2 separate regions of the Hordeum vulgare genome follow, and region 2 is linked to region 1. A link is a contact called in public Hi-C data. All regions are on one chromosome and are shown on one strand. Each heading gives the region's core, a stretch centred on a gene start, on an enhancer-like site or on the middle of the called end of the contact. The rest is flanking DNA. Distances are from core to core; before and after follow the strand shown. Region 1 has its middle 420 kb from the start of LOC123440112. Region 2 has its middle 130 kb from the start of LOC123440113.

Region 1 (7,297 bases), core at 2,575-5,074:
GATAAAAATTACTAGAACCTACTTGCAGTCGTCCTTCTCCTCATTATCATCGTCGGTATCCGAGGTATCGAGCCAAATATCATCCCAACGTTCGTTGTCACTCCCGAATAACGACTTGCCATCGTTGTTGATGACCTCGCACTGCGATATGACCAATGCCTTGCGTCGACGCCTGTCATCCCGCTCCTCGCGGTTCCTTCCGTCATCTCTGCCCAGAAGGCGTTGTCGGCGGCGAGGTTCTCCGGGTGGCGCCGGCGCCACTCCGCCATGGATCGCTCGTCCTCCTCGGCGATGAGGAGGCGGCGCTGCCGCCGACGTTGCTCCTCACGGTCCTGCTCTGTTATCAGATGAGGTGGAGGGGCGACAGCCTACGCCTGCTCACGCGTGTAGACGTCGTGGAAGTTCATCTGCGCACGAGGTCTCCCTAGGCGCCACGCAATCGCGTCGTACGCGCGGGCGGCCTCGTGCTCGGTCTCAAACGTGCCGAGGCCGAGGCGGACGTCGCCGGACCGAATCTCGGCGTAGTAGACACCGGAGAGGCGCGTGCGGACACCTGTGGAACCCGAAGATCCACGGCGGCGCGGCGACATGGTGGCTCGATGGCGGCGTTTCGGTGGAGGCGCGGCAGACGGAGCGGCGAGGAAGCGGCAGAGTAGAGCGCGCGTGGCAGAGGGAGCGGCGAGGACAGCGATGGGCAGCCGCGCGGCGAGCGCCGCAATTTATAGACGCGCCCGAAGCGGTGCGCCAAATCTAGTGCGCGGCCGCTAGTTTTCTCCCCCGCGCAGTCGTTAGCCATGCGCGCTAATTTCACCCGTCCACTGAAGCGCGCGTTTCCGTCCCATGCGCGTTAAAAGCTCTGTTTACTGCGTGCGTTTTTTTATACTGCTGTTGGAGATGCTCTAAGAAGCTTCACTCACGTTCTTTAATTACATTGGGAGATTGAAGCTAACAAAACTGAATGAAAGAATGGCAGTTGAATAGTTGATGCGTGCATGCTGATCTGATCACCTGGAACGGTATGATAGTTTAGTTTACTGTCTTCATCACATCATGTTTGTTTTATCTGGCTCCCAAAACTCGTCACAGCTCTATCATTCAGTCTTGATGGAAGCTACAAGTACTCCAGCTAGTACGAGCAAATTGACTTCGGTGGTGTTTCTTTAAAGGGACTAGATTAAAACAAGTTTTTTTAATCCATAGATAAAGAAATAGAAGAGACTTTTCTTTAAGAAACTAGAAAAAGACTCGACTAGAGGGATTTTTTTCTAAAAAAAGTCTCCCTTGGAAAGAAACACCACCTTCACCGAGACCTTCGAAATGTCTTTGTTTGATAGTTTGATTATTCATTATACTTGATCATCATCATAGAGACCGGCTGATTGACCAAATTAAGTACTACCTCCTATTCATATTAATTGTCATTAACTTACGTGGAAGAAAAAGAACCTCAACAACACCAACCTCACAAAGAAAGAAGAAGTCGCCCCGCGTCGCTCTCCCAGGAGCGGCTCGGGTGGACTCTGCGCGCCGCCGCGTCCGGTTCTCTCCTGCCTCCGCCCTTCCCTTGCCGCCGCCGCAGGCCGCGGCCGGGCAAAGCCCGCGCGGCGGTGGGGCTGTCTTCTCTCGCACGCGTCTCGTCAGATCTCGAGCGGCGGCCGCAGATGCGTGCACACCGGTGGTGCGTGGCTTGGAGCTGGGCGTTCGCCTTGTGCTTTTGCCACGCGTGCCGGGGTTGGCTTCAACGCCACGGGAGGCTGGCTGCTGCGGCTAGTTGAGGCAGCCGGTGTTCACGGCGACCGGATGCCGAGGCAGCGGCCCCGAAGTTCGACGATGCTCCTGTTTGGTGTCGCGACGGTGTTGGTTGCAGATCGGTACGCAACGGATCGAGGGTTCTGGCGCCCAAATCTGGAGTCAATGGGGACGCTCAGGATGTCGCCTGGGCGTAATGGAGGTGCCGGTGTGAAGGTTGCGCGCAGATCTGACAGGTTGGCGGCTCGGCGCGACTGCGTTGGGGTGAAGTGTGGCGCTGGGTGGCGCAGGGCACATCGCGGAGGGCTTCATGCAGCACGGATCTGCTGCAGGGAGTGGGCATTGTGGCACCAGTGCGTTCGAGGCATGGTGGCGGGAGGAGGCGATGGACGTCGACCATGGGGATTGTATGATGTCCAGTGCTTCGGATTTGTCCGGATTCGGAGGTGTGGTGGAGCTCCGGGCGAAAACCCAGCCCTGACTTTCGGTTGGTGCCGGCAACGGCGATGCCATAGCGTCGTTCCCCTTCTTGAAGGCATTGTTGTGGAGCTTCATTTCCACGACTCTCCGGGAGAAATCTCTAGTTTCGGATGGTCGAAGCGGGCGATGTCGGCGGCTACGTCATTTTCTTTCTTTGAGGCATCGTCTTGGAGAGTCAGCATACTGCAGATTGCACGGATCTCTTCGTTGTCGGGGACAGTGGACGTCGGGGCGGCAACTTGGGGTGGTTTTTGTTGGCGCGGCGAGATGGCGATTCTCGGGAACAATGTGAGTGGCAGCTCTATGAGGTGGGGCTCTATATGGACATTGATTGGGTGACATCCTTGTCCCGCTTGGGCGATAGGGGTGTCGGCCTGGTCGATGCGCCCGAGAGGGGTTGGTCTGACTTTACGACAGGGCGGAGGCCCCGGATGTTGTGCGACGTTCGTGGTCTACGAGCGGTTGCCCTGAACGGCATGGGCTGCGGGCAGCTGGGTTGTGTGGCGTTGCTGCTCGTGGGGAGCGGTGCTATGTCGGGGCGGCGGTGCCGGTTGTTTCCGTTGGGCGCGACGGAGCGGTAGATGTCGGGGCGGCGACCCCGAGTGTATCACTATGACGTCCAGACTTATGTGGCAACGATGATGGTGGGAGCGATGTCGGCGACGCGTCAATGGTTGCGGTAGTCGGCTCTTCTCCGGCGTGTCGATGGTATTGCCTTGGATTGTTTGTTGCTGTGGAGCCGAAGCTGCGGCGGCGGGGCCCTGTGGTGTACGGTGAGTGGCTGTAGGTAGCCCGTTCGGCGATCTTCCATGGCACCAGTCGTGCCTGGTTTTGTTCTTCTGAATTCTCCGTCTGAGTTGGAGTTGCGTTGTGTGGCCGCAGGTCGACATGTCGTCGTTTAGGGTGGGCTTTACCCGCAGTGTTTCAGGCTATAGAAAGGGGCTTGGCCCTTGTTATTCTAGTTTTACCCGCTTTTTCATAATTTACTGGCCAATTCTCTTTTGCTTAATTAATAGATACGATAATCTTTGCCTCCGTTTCAAAAAAATTATCGTTTAACTTAGTATAATTATGGATAGCCAGATTATATTCACTTTTGGTTATAACTCATGGCTTTTGATACTGCATCAATAACTTAAATTACATACCCTGGGTTTTTCTCATATACTCACTTCGTCCGAAATTACATGTTAAAAATAAATAAAACTAATATATATATATATATTAGTTTTAGATATATTTATTTTTATAAAAAATATTTTTAGACGAAGAGAATATGAAACAATGGGGAAGAGACAATGAGTGCTTTCAGAAGGCAAAGCTTGTGCGGGGAGCACCGATGTTACGCGGGGAAGCTAGTATATATTCATAATGCATTGGTCGATGTACATGTGCACTTGACATATTGCCTGTAAAACTAGCTAGCAGGGCCGTACCGTCGCATCACCTGAATGGAACGATCAGGCGAGTGCGACGGGGCGCCTTATGCCTCTGATGGATGGAACCAGCATAAATACGATTCCTCCAGCTAGCGCGACGTCGCACGGTACGTGCATACCCCGGTCTAAAGGATGCACGAATGAGTGAATTAACGGCACGCTGTGGAACTGAATATATGCCCCACCGCATTGCAAGGTGGAAAGGGATACATCGGAATACCAACCATGCAATGCCGGCCGAATCTCACTGAAACCAAACGAAGGTGGGACCGTGGGATTCCCTCAACCAGAAAATAACTCTCCAAAGTGCAATGCCTTTCAACTCAAACTAACATGCTAATAAATCATGCATAAATATAAGTATTCTTATTTCCAAAAAATATAAATATTCTCGCAAAAAAACTCATGCATAAATATAAATATGGAGTACGGATTCAAGTGGACTCAGTTTAAAAAAAAAAAATCATAGTGAAAAGCGTTCCAGAATTTGATTTTTTCTTGTATTTTCTAATTTTATAAAAAAAATGGGGTTCACGGAAGCCCGGGCTCCAAATAGTATTTCCAGTCTCATTCTTCAAATGAACTATTGAAGGTCATATACACAGTTTATAGTGGCTTATAGCACGAAACGAGACACACCATGGAGAAAATATATACATATAAGTACCGTGCACAAGACATGTATGAGAATGCGTATGAAGACTAGGCAAGAACATAACAAATCGGAGCAGGAGAAAGATGAACCAAGTCATGCAGAATTAACAGACAATATTACGAAGGAAAAGAATTGGTGATGAGAGAAAGGTATCACAATGGCTTAATGTGGCAAAGAAGCGTTAGACGAGGAACAATCAAAGATTATATACATGTATAAGCATCGTATGCAGACATTCATGACATCTCCATGAGCATATGGACCCAACAGAACAAAAACTGCTGTGATATGGAAAGTATAAGACATTCATGTCAATATATAATAAGAGAGAGAGAATGGACGACCTCACAGTCAGCTACTCTCCCGTCTCATAATTTAAGACGTTTGTGCCAAGAAACGTCTTATAGTTTGAGATGAAGGGAGTACTAGACAACCCAAGCCATGCGAGTCAGGGCTTACAAAATCGGGTAGAATTATGATGTTATAGAGAACTTATTATCAGGACTTACGTTTAAGGATACATTTCAAATAAAATTTTAAAGATAAAAGAAGACTTATGTGACCCATGACAAGAAATAAAGTTGTTCCATAGTGACAACTAACGATCAGACGTATCACTCAAGGAGGATTATCATAGCTCGGTGCCTAAAGAGAGGGGAGAATAGAAAATAAAATGAAGTATAGTGATGATTGATTTATCAGAACAAGACATGAGTATGGCGAGGGAGTATCAAAAGTATTGTGTTCCACCATGGTCGAGTTCGCACGATCTGTCAAGTAGTGAATACAAAAATGTGCCCAAAAGCACAATGATTAACAAAGGGGTTTATACTATAGATAAAAACACCAAAATTATTAAAAGACATACTTGACTGGGCATAATTTTCAAAGAGAGACATGTTTGGAGGAGAATAAGACATGCACATAGAATGTTGAAATAACGGTTTTACCTAAGTGTGCATTGGGACATATATTTATTCGAAATCAAACTTACCACAGAAAGTGAATAACAACTACCAAAGGATTGGTGGTAAAGCAGGTACATGCAACTGTGAAGAGAAAACAAGCTTTTGATCAAAAAAGACATTTTAGGTTTACATGTTAGTAAAAAATTCTCAAGAAATTAATGAACATAAATAATTATGGGGCTAGATTAAGGTCATATAATAAATCTGACACACGGTCATTATGGCTATTATCTTGCATGCCTTGGCGTGGACCTCAGAATCACACTGCCACATACTTTAGTTATTCCTTTTTTTTTCCAACAATAGATATAGTTAATAGAAAGGTTTGTACCAACAGTTCATCCATGTGACACACTATTAGAAAGTATAGTATACATAATAGACCATAGTAAATCTAGCCACACTAATCCGTGGGTTGCCCCGCTAGGTCACAAGTATGGAACAACAAAGCATTTTAGGTCGCTACACTAACTAAATTGGTCGATGTCCATTACGTTCATGTGGCAACCACACAAAACACACTAAGCATTACTGATAAAACTGAAGCCGTGTAAGAGATTCGACTAAGGTGGTTGGATACTTAGTGCACAAATGTGCAACAACGAAAAAGGGAAGTACTTTTCATGCAAATGGGGCTCCTTTATACCGTGATGCTACAATTGGTAGCAAAAAGCCAGGGTTCCTCAACCAATCCTATAATTCTATCTTCAAACCGCTCCTGTTATGTATAGTTGAAATGATATTCCCCATCAAATCGCCTTTTTATCATCAAGGAGAATACACCTTTATCTCTGTCCTTTTGAATCTTTATGTACGACATATTATGCACTCTTCCTTCATCAAGTGGATTTCATGTCTTTAGCTCGTGTTTATATTAGTTGGTGTTGTGATGCACCCGTGGGTCTATGACATGGGTTCCCATTTGACTACTCTTTCACTATGTGTCATAAGAATATAAATACTCCTAGTTCATTAAAATGTGTTGCTTTTGGATATCAGAAAGTCCAAAAAATAAATTTCGATCACTAATTCATATTGTAAGATGTTCAGAAACCCCAACTAAAAATTTAAGAACTTCTAAAAACACTCATTATTTCATGGTATTTTTACAAAAAAGGTCCAGACATTGTTGACCAATGTTGTAAAGTTTAACTATACCTATATCTAAAATGAATGCAAGCTCATGCTTTGCTATACAATTGAGAACTAATTACATTTTACATTATCTAAAACAAAGCATGCACAAATTGCAAACAGAAGTGGGAATGTTTACTTATAATCTGTGCAGATTGCAAGATAAACGGGCATGTGTGTTCCATAGATTTTGTCCTTTAGCTTTCCAATATTCTCTTGCATAATTGAGTTGGATTGACCCACCTTCTCGACTTGGCTCTACCCCCCTTTGGGGTGGTCAATGGCACTTGACCATTTGTATGTATTCAATTATCCTCGGCTAGAAATGCCACATCAGATGTTAAAATAATTTTACCATATAGGCCATATGCATGAGCGCGACGAGGCATCGTATTGGTTCGCTTCAGTGTTCTCCCTATAGGATGTTTTCGGTCCTAGGGTGTGCACCACATTTGTTGTTGTTCCATAATAATGCATAATACCACTTATACAACATATACACAACGGAAAGTTACTCATTTTTTGTGAAAAATAGGAGAGACGCATGCGGTATACATCTCAAGAAATGAAAAGGTTAAGTTTTATTGTGAACAGTACCAACATAACACTTTCAGGTTTGCATGTGTGCTAATATTCATAGTTGTAAAGCTCATGGACTTGAAACTTTGTAGTCTGTATGTCAAATATTATATATATATTGTGATTTGTTTTGATTTTCTATAATTTCTAGATAAATAATTTTTATGGTCTAGCACATCTCAAAGGTCAAGTGTATGGGCTGGGTCAAAGTCAAAGTTACAAAGAAGATGAACTAATCTACAATTATAACCTAACAAGAACTAGCCTGACTCCTCCCTTTCCCCTAGCCGCCA
Region 2 (7,297 bases), core at 2,258-4,757, 730 kb after region 1:
TTGATCTCCATCACCAAAGCACCGGCATAATCTTCTTGTCACCGGCGCCACACCATGATCTCCATCATCATGCGGCCATCAAGGTTGTCATGCTATCTATGCTATTACTACTAAATCTACAACCTAGCAATATAGTAAACGCATCTACAAACACAAACGTTAGTTTAAAGACAACCCTATGGCTCCTGTCGGTTGCCGTAGCATCGACGTGCAAGTCGATATTAACTATTACAACATGATCATCTCATACATGCAATATATCACATCACGTCATTGGCCATATCATATCACAAGCATACTCTGCAAAAACAAGTTAGACGTCCTCTAATTTGTTGTTGCATGTTTTACGTGGCTGCTATGGGTATCTAGTATGATCGCATCTTACTTACGCAAAAACCACAATGGAGATGTGCAAATTGCTATTTAACCTCTCTCCAAGGACCGCCTCGGTCAAAACCAATTCAACTAAAGTTGAAGAAACCGACACCCGCCAGTCATCTTTATGCAACGAGTTGCATGTCAGTCGATGAAACCAGTCTCTCGTAAACGTACGAGTAATGTCGGTTCGGGACGCTTCAATCCAACAATACCGCCGAATCGAGAAAAGACTAAGGAGGGTAGCAAATCGAACATCAACGCCCCAAAAACCCTTTGTGTTCTACTCGAGATAACATCTACGCATGAACCTAGCTCATGATGCCACTGTTAGGGAACGTTGCATGGGAAACAAAAAATTTCCTACGCACACGAAGACCTATCATGGTGATGTCCATCTACGAGAGGAGATTAGATCCACATACCCTTGTAGATCGCTAAGCGGGAAGCGTTAAGAAACGCAGTTGATGTAGTGGTACAGCTTCGTGATTCAAATCACCGTCGTCCCACGATCTGTCCCACGATCAGTTCCGATCTAGTGCCGAACGGACGGCACCTCTGCGTTCAACACACGTACAGCTGGATGACGATCTCAGCCTTCTTGATCCAGCAAGAGAGACGGAGAAGTAGATGAGTTCTCCGGCAGCATGACGGCGCTCCGGTGGTGGTGGTTGCACCCGATAGAGGGCCGACGCACATTCGTCCCCAGGATGAGACCGGACGCATGCCAAAGAGATGATACAGAAATTACAGGGGAAAATGGCTTTATTAATATAATGGAGTATTAAAATACTGTTGCTTACAACAATATTACATGACTCCAAAGCTAACTGAATGGCAGCAGAGGTCCTGATACAGCGGCAACGACGTCCCTGGCTGGGCTCCATAACTCGCAGGACTGGCTGGGCTACAATCTAGCACGACGAGTCTTCTCCTGCAACTGGCCACGTGCAAGGCCAGGTGAGTACTTTGAATGTACTCGCAAGACAACCAAATACATAGCATCCAAACAGCAGATAACAAAAGCAAGCATAATAATTATAAAATAGATGTTCTGAGCATGGCACGGAATTAACAAGAAAATATAAATCAAGCGTAGCATAACATGGATTAAACATGTGATCTACCTAACTAGCATAGCAAAGATCACGACAAGTGCTTATTCAGCTTGCTGTCACCGAATACCAACTTACTCTCTTGTGGGTTGTCCCACAACCCTCGACGTACTCGTAATCCAATCTGAGCGGGTTCAAATCACATCACATGGTCATCTGACCATTCATCATATAGCCTTCTCTTGGCTAACATATCATGTTATCAACATCCTCTGATGTTCACATGAGACAAGTTCTACCATCATTACTAACAATGTTATGGTTGACCATCTACTGAGGTCTGGTCGGGCTGTCCATTACCGTGGACTCGGCTATTTGAATTAATTTGACACTTTGTAGAGGTTGCACACTTTACCCACACTATGGAGCACTGACCTCGTGATCCCATTCGGGTGGACCAGCATTGCTCCAACGAAACCTACCTGACCCGTGACTCTTTCATCATACCACCGGGATTCATCCTTCCCCAGAGTCCTGCCCTGGATGGCCATGTGTCCTCATGACACCTGCCACCGTCGTGGCCAAACTAAAATTTCCCATCCGGGGACGCCGGCATAAACAACTCAACTGGCTCACAGGGTTATCACTGTCTACCTGATTAGGGTAGCACACGTGCATAACCCTCCCTCCTTGGAGGTACCGGTGAAAGAGCACACAATCAGACCAAGTCAAGGTCGTCCCATATCGGCAAATGTGGCTACACAGATGAGCCCAGAGAGGTGACTCTGATCAACCAACTAGGTATCTTATCCCGAATATTATCTGTCATAGCTGACGCTACGATGTCACAGCAATCCGATAATTAATAAGATCAAGCCACTACTGTTAAACCATATTCATAAGTTGTCGGATGAAACACAAAGTAATCATAGACAGTAATCACAACAGTATAATGTAAATTGCAAACTAATACTTTACAGATTCTAGCTACAAGTTGGACCTTCAGAACCCTCGCATAAAATCGGCAAATAAATCGGTAGCCACCAGAACGGTCTTTACAACACAGATCTGGGACATTACTGGAGTAACTCAACCCCGACTAGAGACGGCTGGAAAGAAGCTCAGAGCATGAGATGGTGTTGATAAAAAGAATGTAGCAGTTCCCTAAGACGGTCGAAGAACATCTCAGAGCATAGGGTCACCGCCATGGAAATAAATTCAATAGTTGCTCGCGACGGCCGAAAAGCAGCTCAGAACACGGGACAGCTGCTGACAAAAGAAATATAAAGTTGGCATCCACCCCGGACAGCCGAAAGCAGCTCAGACTCGGGCATGGTGCCATTATTGAAGAAAATGCGAGCAATGGTTCGTTAGAGTCACACACAACACATCACTATACACTCGGACATAAGCATTATAAATTTAATATGCAAGAGCATCACAGAGCAAGGTTTGAGGGCATATATTAGATGAAAAGTAATGCTAGTAATTAGTACTAATGCCATCACAGTTATATGCAAATGTAGACTAGCAGGTGATACAGATAAACACACATAGTGCAAGCAAAGTTATCACGCAAGTACGGAGCTCCTGGTAAGAGGTTGGCTTCCCTGAGGGTCGACGAATACTCCGGGCAGAAGCGCGATAAAACACCGGGAAGATTTGCCGGAGAGGTTTCCCTCTCGAAAGGCTCAATCAGAGGGCAAGGGCAAAGCAGTCAATTCTACTTTGCAAACATATTATGAAAATGATACTATCGAAACGGGCTCGACGATACGAAGACGTGGGCGCTAGTTTTACCTCAATCGGAGCTACGAGCACAAAGTTATGGCCGTTCGCTGTTTAGGCAGAAAACAAATAAAAACTTATTCATTTTCGATCTAAACCAGTGAACATCCACCACTTAGGTTGTTCGGCCGGCGGGTTTAAAAAGAGAAGGCGCCTTTCGGGGAAATACACTTTTGGTAAACCAAAAGCGTATTTTGTCTTTTACGTCTTCACTTAAAACGTGCGGGCCCAGGGGGTTGACTTTTAGCCGGCTGATGGGTGGGACCGCCCTGTCTCTCCTCTCTCTCTCTCTTACGCCTGGGGCCCGCCCCATCCTCTCTTTCTCTCTCCTCCCTCCTGGTCGTCGTCTACCTCTCGCTCGTGCCTGCGAGGCAGAGAGAGGGCGCCGGCGCCGGCGTTCGCCAGGGCGGCTCCGGCCACCCCCGACCAGACGGAGGCCACCGGAGGGCCCGCCGGCGAGTGGCGCATCCATTCGCAGGGTACACGGCCAGTGGGGAGGGCCTAGCGGCGCGGCATCCCGCGACGGCGATGGCTCGACTCCGGCGACCGGAGGGTTTCCCGGAGTAGGCGAAGTTGGGGATGGGGTCCTCGGGTCACGACGCACACGTTGGTGGGCTCGAACGGAGCCGGGGACGGCCGGAGAGAGGGTTGCAGCATGGAGGCCGAGGGGAACGGTGACGGCCTTCAGCTAGGGAGCAATGGGGAGCTCTAGAGCACTTGGGGAGGGGCTTGGGAGGTTCCTCGAGAACGTCAGAGGCTCGGGCATGCCCTAATATAGCTGCGGGGAGGGGCTCTCGCGATGTCGGGAGAAGCTCCGAGAAGCCATGGAGGGATTCCTTTGGCATACACCTCCAGGGGCAAGGGGACAAGGGGGAGAGGGCTCCAGAGTGTTCACGCACGCCGGGAGAAAATCCAAGACACTTCCGGAAAAGCTAGAACTTGCTGGAGACAAGCTCCCGTCGACCTCAATGCACAAAGCTTGGTTTTGGCATACTCTGCATGTGGTTACCACGGTGTCACGGCATTGCCATGTCCCACAAGCTCTCAAATCATATCTAAGCTTATCCACACACTGTTCTAAGATGACATGACACAACACACACCACTGGAGAGCAATGAGGTGACCACACCAAAACCAAATAGTTTCTAACAGCATGGTGTTTGTGCTATGGTGTGTCCACCACAGTGCACCTCTTGGCATGATATTTGGCTGAGGTTAACCACTCACTAAGGTCACTATCTCGGCCAAAATTCAGCACAATCCAATAAGTCTAGAGGGTACTTTCTTTGTAACTTGGCATACTGACCAGAAATGAAGAAGATGGTGCTGGGGTTCATTGGCTAAATGGAATTGGTTGAGACTTGGAAGAGACTCATGATTTAGGCATATGAAGTCACTGTAAAAGTTGCATACCATTTGCACAAATATAAATTGTACTTCCTTCACAGTGCTTCAATCTGGACATAATCTTAAATAATTTGCTGAGGAATGTTGTATTGATGGAATGGGCTAAATTTTGGTGGACAAGGATGATTTATCACCATGAACTACTCTACAAAATTTCAGCTCAAGGGAAACAAGGAATCAAGCACTTCCTTTGCAAACAGAAAATCTGGACAGAATCTGCAAAGGGATATTGTGCTCAATTTTTGAATTGGGGAACTTGATATTTTGATGGAAATGATGAATATATGGATATGAGAAGCTCCACAAATTATTTGGGATTTTCCCTAGCTACCAAAATGGTAGTTCCTTTGGAAATTCCCCAAAATGCAATATTGGAAAAAGGCATTTTTCCCTACTTAGTGATGGCCAGTATTTTATGAGAGCTTCATAGGATCACAAGGAATATCTCCACAAGTTTTTATGACCTTGGGAGATGGATAGATATTTTCTTGGATTTAATTCCTCAGAAAGGAAGAAACGGGAATTAATTCTAGAGGAGAAATATTGCATATGACTTGGCAATATTTTTTGCACTTCTAGGTTTTATGAGGGAAGAATGATCTCTGGGAATATTTGTAGGATCAACATAGCAAGGGAAATGATGGCTCCTTTGTAAACACAAAGGCATGATTCCCGGTTCCAATATTTCGGAGCTAGGGTTTCGAAGAGGTTCAGGTTTACTCAACAAGGGCAAGCTGGCACAAGGACATGGGAAAGGCATTGAGAGGTTGAGGATAGACTGGGTTCACCTGGTCATTTGCCAAATTCCAGGGGAAAAATCTAGGAGAGAAAACCTAAAAAGGAATAACAACACAAAAAATGATAACCCGATTTTTGGGGTGTTACACTGGTGATGATCTACCCCTGCAGGGCTCCGCCCGAGCTCCGCAGAAATCCGATCTAGAGGAAGAACTACGTGGTATAGGTTTGAGTTGCACGTGGCAAAATTGTGTCTCAAAAGCCCTAAAACCACTAGTATATATAGGAGGAGGGGAGGGGCTAGCCTTGGGGCTCAAGGGAGCCGGCCGAAGGGAGGAGGTGGACTCCCACCCCAATTCGGTTTGGGGGAAGGAGTCCACTCCTTCCTTCCCACCTCCCTCTTTCCCTTTTTCCTTTGGTATTTTTACCCTTGTGGTGCCATGGCCCTATTGGGCTAGCCTCACCAGCCCACCAAGGGCTGGTGCGCCACCCTAGGGTCACTGGTCTCACTCCCGGGTGGGTGGGCCCCTCCCGATGAATTCCCGGAACCCATTCGTCACTCCCGGTACACTACCGGTAATGCCCGAAACTTTTCGGTGACCAAATGAAACCATCCTATATATCAATCTTCGTTTCCGGATCATTCCGGAAACCCTCGTGACGTCTGTGACCTCATCCAGGACTCCGAACAACCTTTGGTAACCACACATATAACTCAACTATACTAAAACATCATCGAACCTTAAGTGTGCAGACCTGCGGGTTCGAGAACTATGTAGACATGACCCGGGACACTCCTCGGTCAATATCCAATAGCGGGACCTGGATGTCCATATTGGATCCTACATATTAAGATCTTATCGGTTGAACCTCTGTGCCAAGGATTCATATAATCCCGTATGTCATTCCCTTTGTCCTTCGGTATGTTACTTGCCCGAGATTCGATCGTCGGTATCTGTATACATATTTCAATCTCATTACCGGCAAGTCTCTTTACTCATTTCGCAATACAAGATATCGTGACTCACACTTGAGGTACATTGCTTGCAAGGATTGTGTGTGATGTTCTATTACCGAGTGGGCCCCGAGATAGCTCTCCGTCACATGGAGTGACAAATCCCAGTCTTGATCCATACTAACTCAACGGACGCCTTTGGAGATACCTGTAGAGCACCTTTATAGTCACCCAGTTACGTTGCGACGTTTGATACACAAAAGGCATTCCTCCGGTGTCAGTGAGTTATATGATCTCATGGTCATAGGAATAAATATTTGACACGCAGAAAACAATAGCAATAAAATGACACGGTCACATGCTACGTTCATAGTTTGGGTCTAGTCCATCACATGATTCTCCTAATGATGTGATCAAGTTATCAAGTGTCAACACTTGCATATGGTCAGAAAACCATAACCATCCTTGATCAACTGGCTAGCCCACTAGAGGCTTGCTAGGGACATTGTTTTGCCTATGTATCCACACATGTATCTATGTTTTCATTCAATACAATTATAGCATGGATAATAAATGATTATCTTGAAACAGGAAATATAATAATAACCTTTTATCATTGCCTCTAGGGCATATTTCCAATAGTGGGGAGGGCTCCGATGGGGAGGTGGGGAGGGCTCCGGTGGGTGGGGAGCGTGGGGCTTACCGGTCGGGGTGGGGAGGGCTCTGGTGGGTGGGGAGCGTGAGGGCTCCGGCGGGAAGCGGGGGGCTTACCGGGGTGGAGAGGGCTCCGGGGGAGGGCTCCGACGGGCGTGAAGGGCTCCGGTGGCGACGGCGGGGGAGGGCTCTGGCGGCGGCGGCGACAGTGGGGAGTGGAGTGCGCGTGGGAGTTAGGGGAGAGGGAAGGAGTGGAGGGAGAGGGGGAGTTAGGGGATTTGGGGACGGTTTAAAATAAAGTTAGTAGTAGCGCTGGTTTGTTTC

The links. A called contact is a pair of places that touch in the nucleus more often than the background predicts.
Region 2: a Hi-C map of leaf shows a contact between it and region 1, with 3 times the contacts expected there. The contact joins two enhancer-like sites. A contact is called at or near these places in 2 of 6 Hi-C or Micro-C datasets (leaf and seedling).

What each region holds. Positions count from the first base shown.
Region 1 is chr3H:440,412,442-440,419,738 of MorexV3_pseudomolecules_assembly, forward strand. It overlaps the pseudogene LOC123443795. Among protein-coding and RNA genes, the nearest start is that of LOC123440112, 420 kb to the right of the region's middle. Within about 2 kb of position 3,825, at least 1 of the 3 cell types and tissues checked has open chromatin away from gene starts, as enhancers often do. A contact at or near this core is called in leaf, where this site is marked.
Region 2 is chr3H:441,138,919-441,146,215 of MorexV3_pseudomolecules_assembly, forward strand. No RefSeq gene overlaps it. Among protein-coding and RNA genes, the nearest start is that of LOC123440113, 130 kb to the right of the region's middle. Within about 2 kb of position 3,508, at least 2 of the 3 cell types and tissues checked have open chromatin away from gene starts, as enhancers often do. A contact at or near this core is called in leaf, where this site is marked.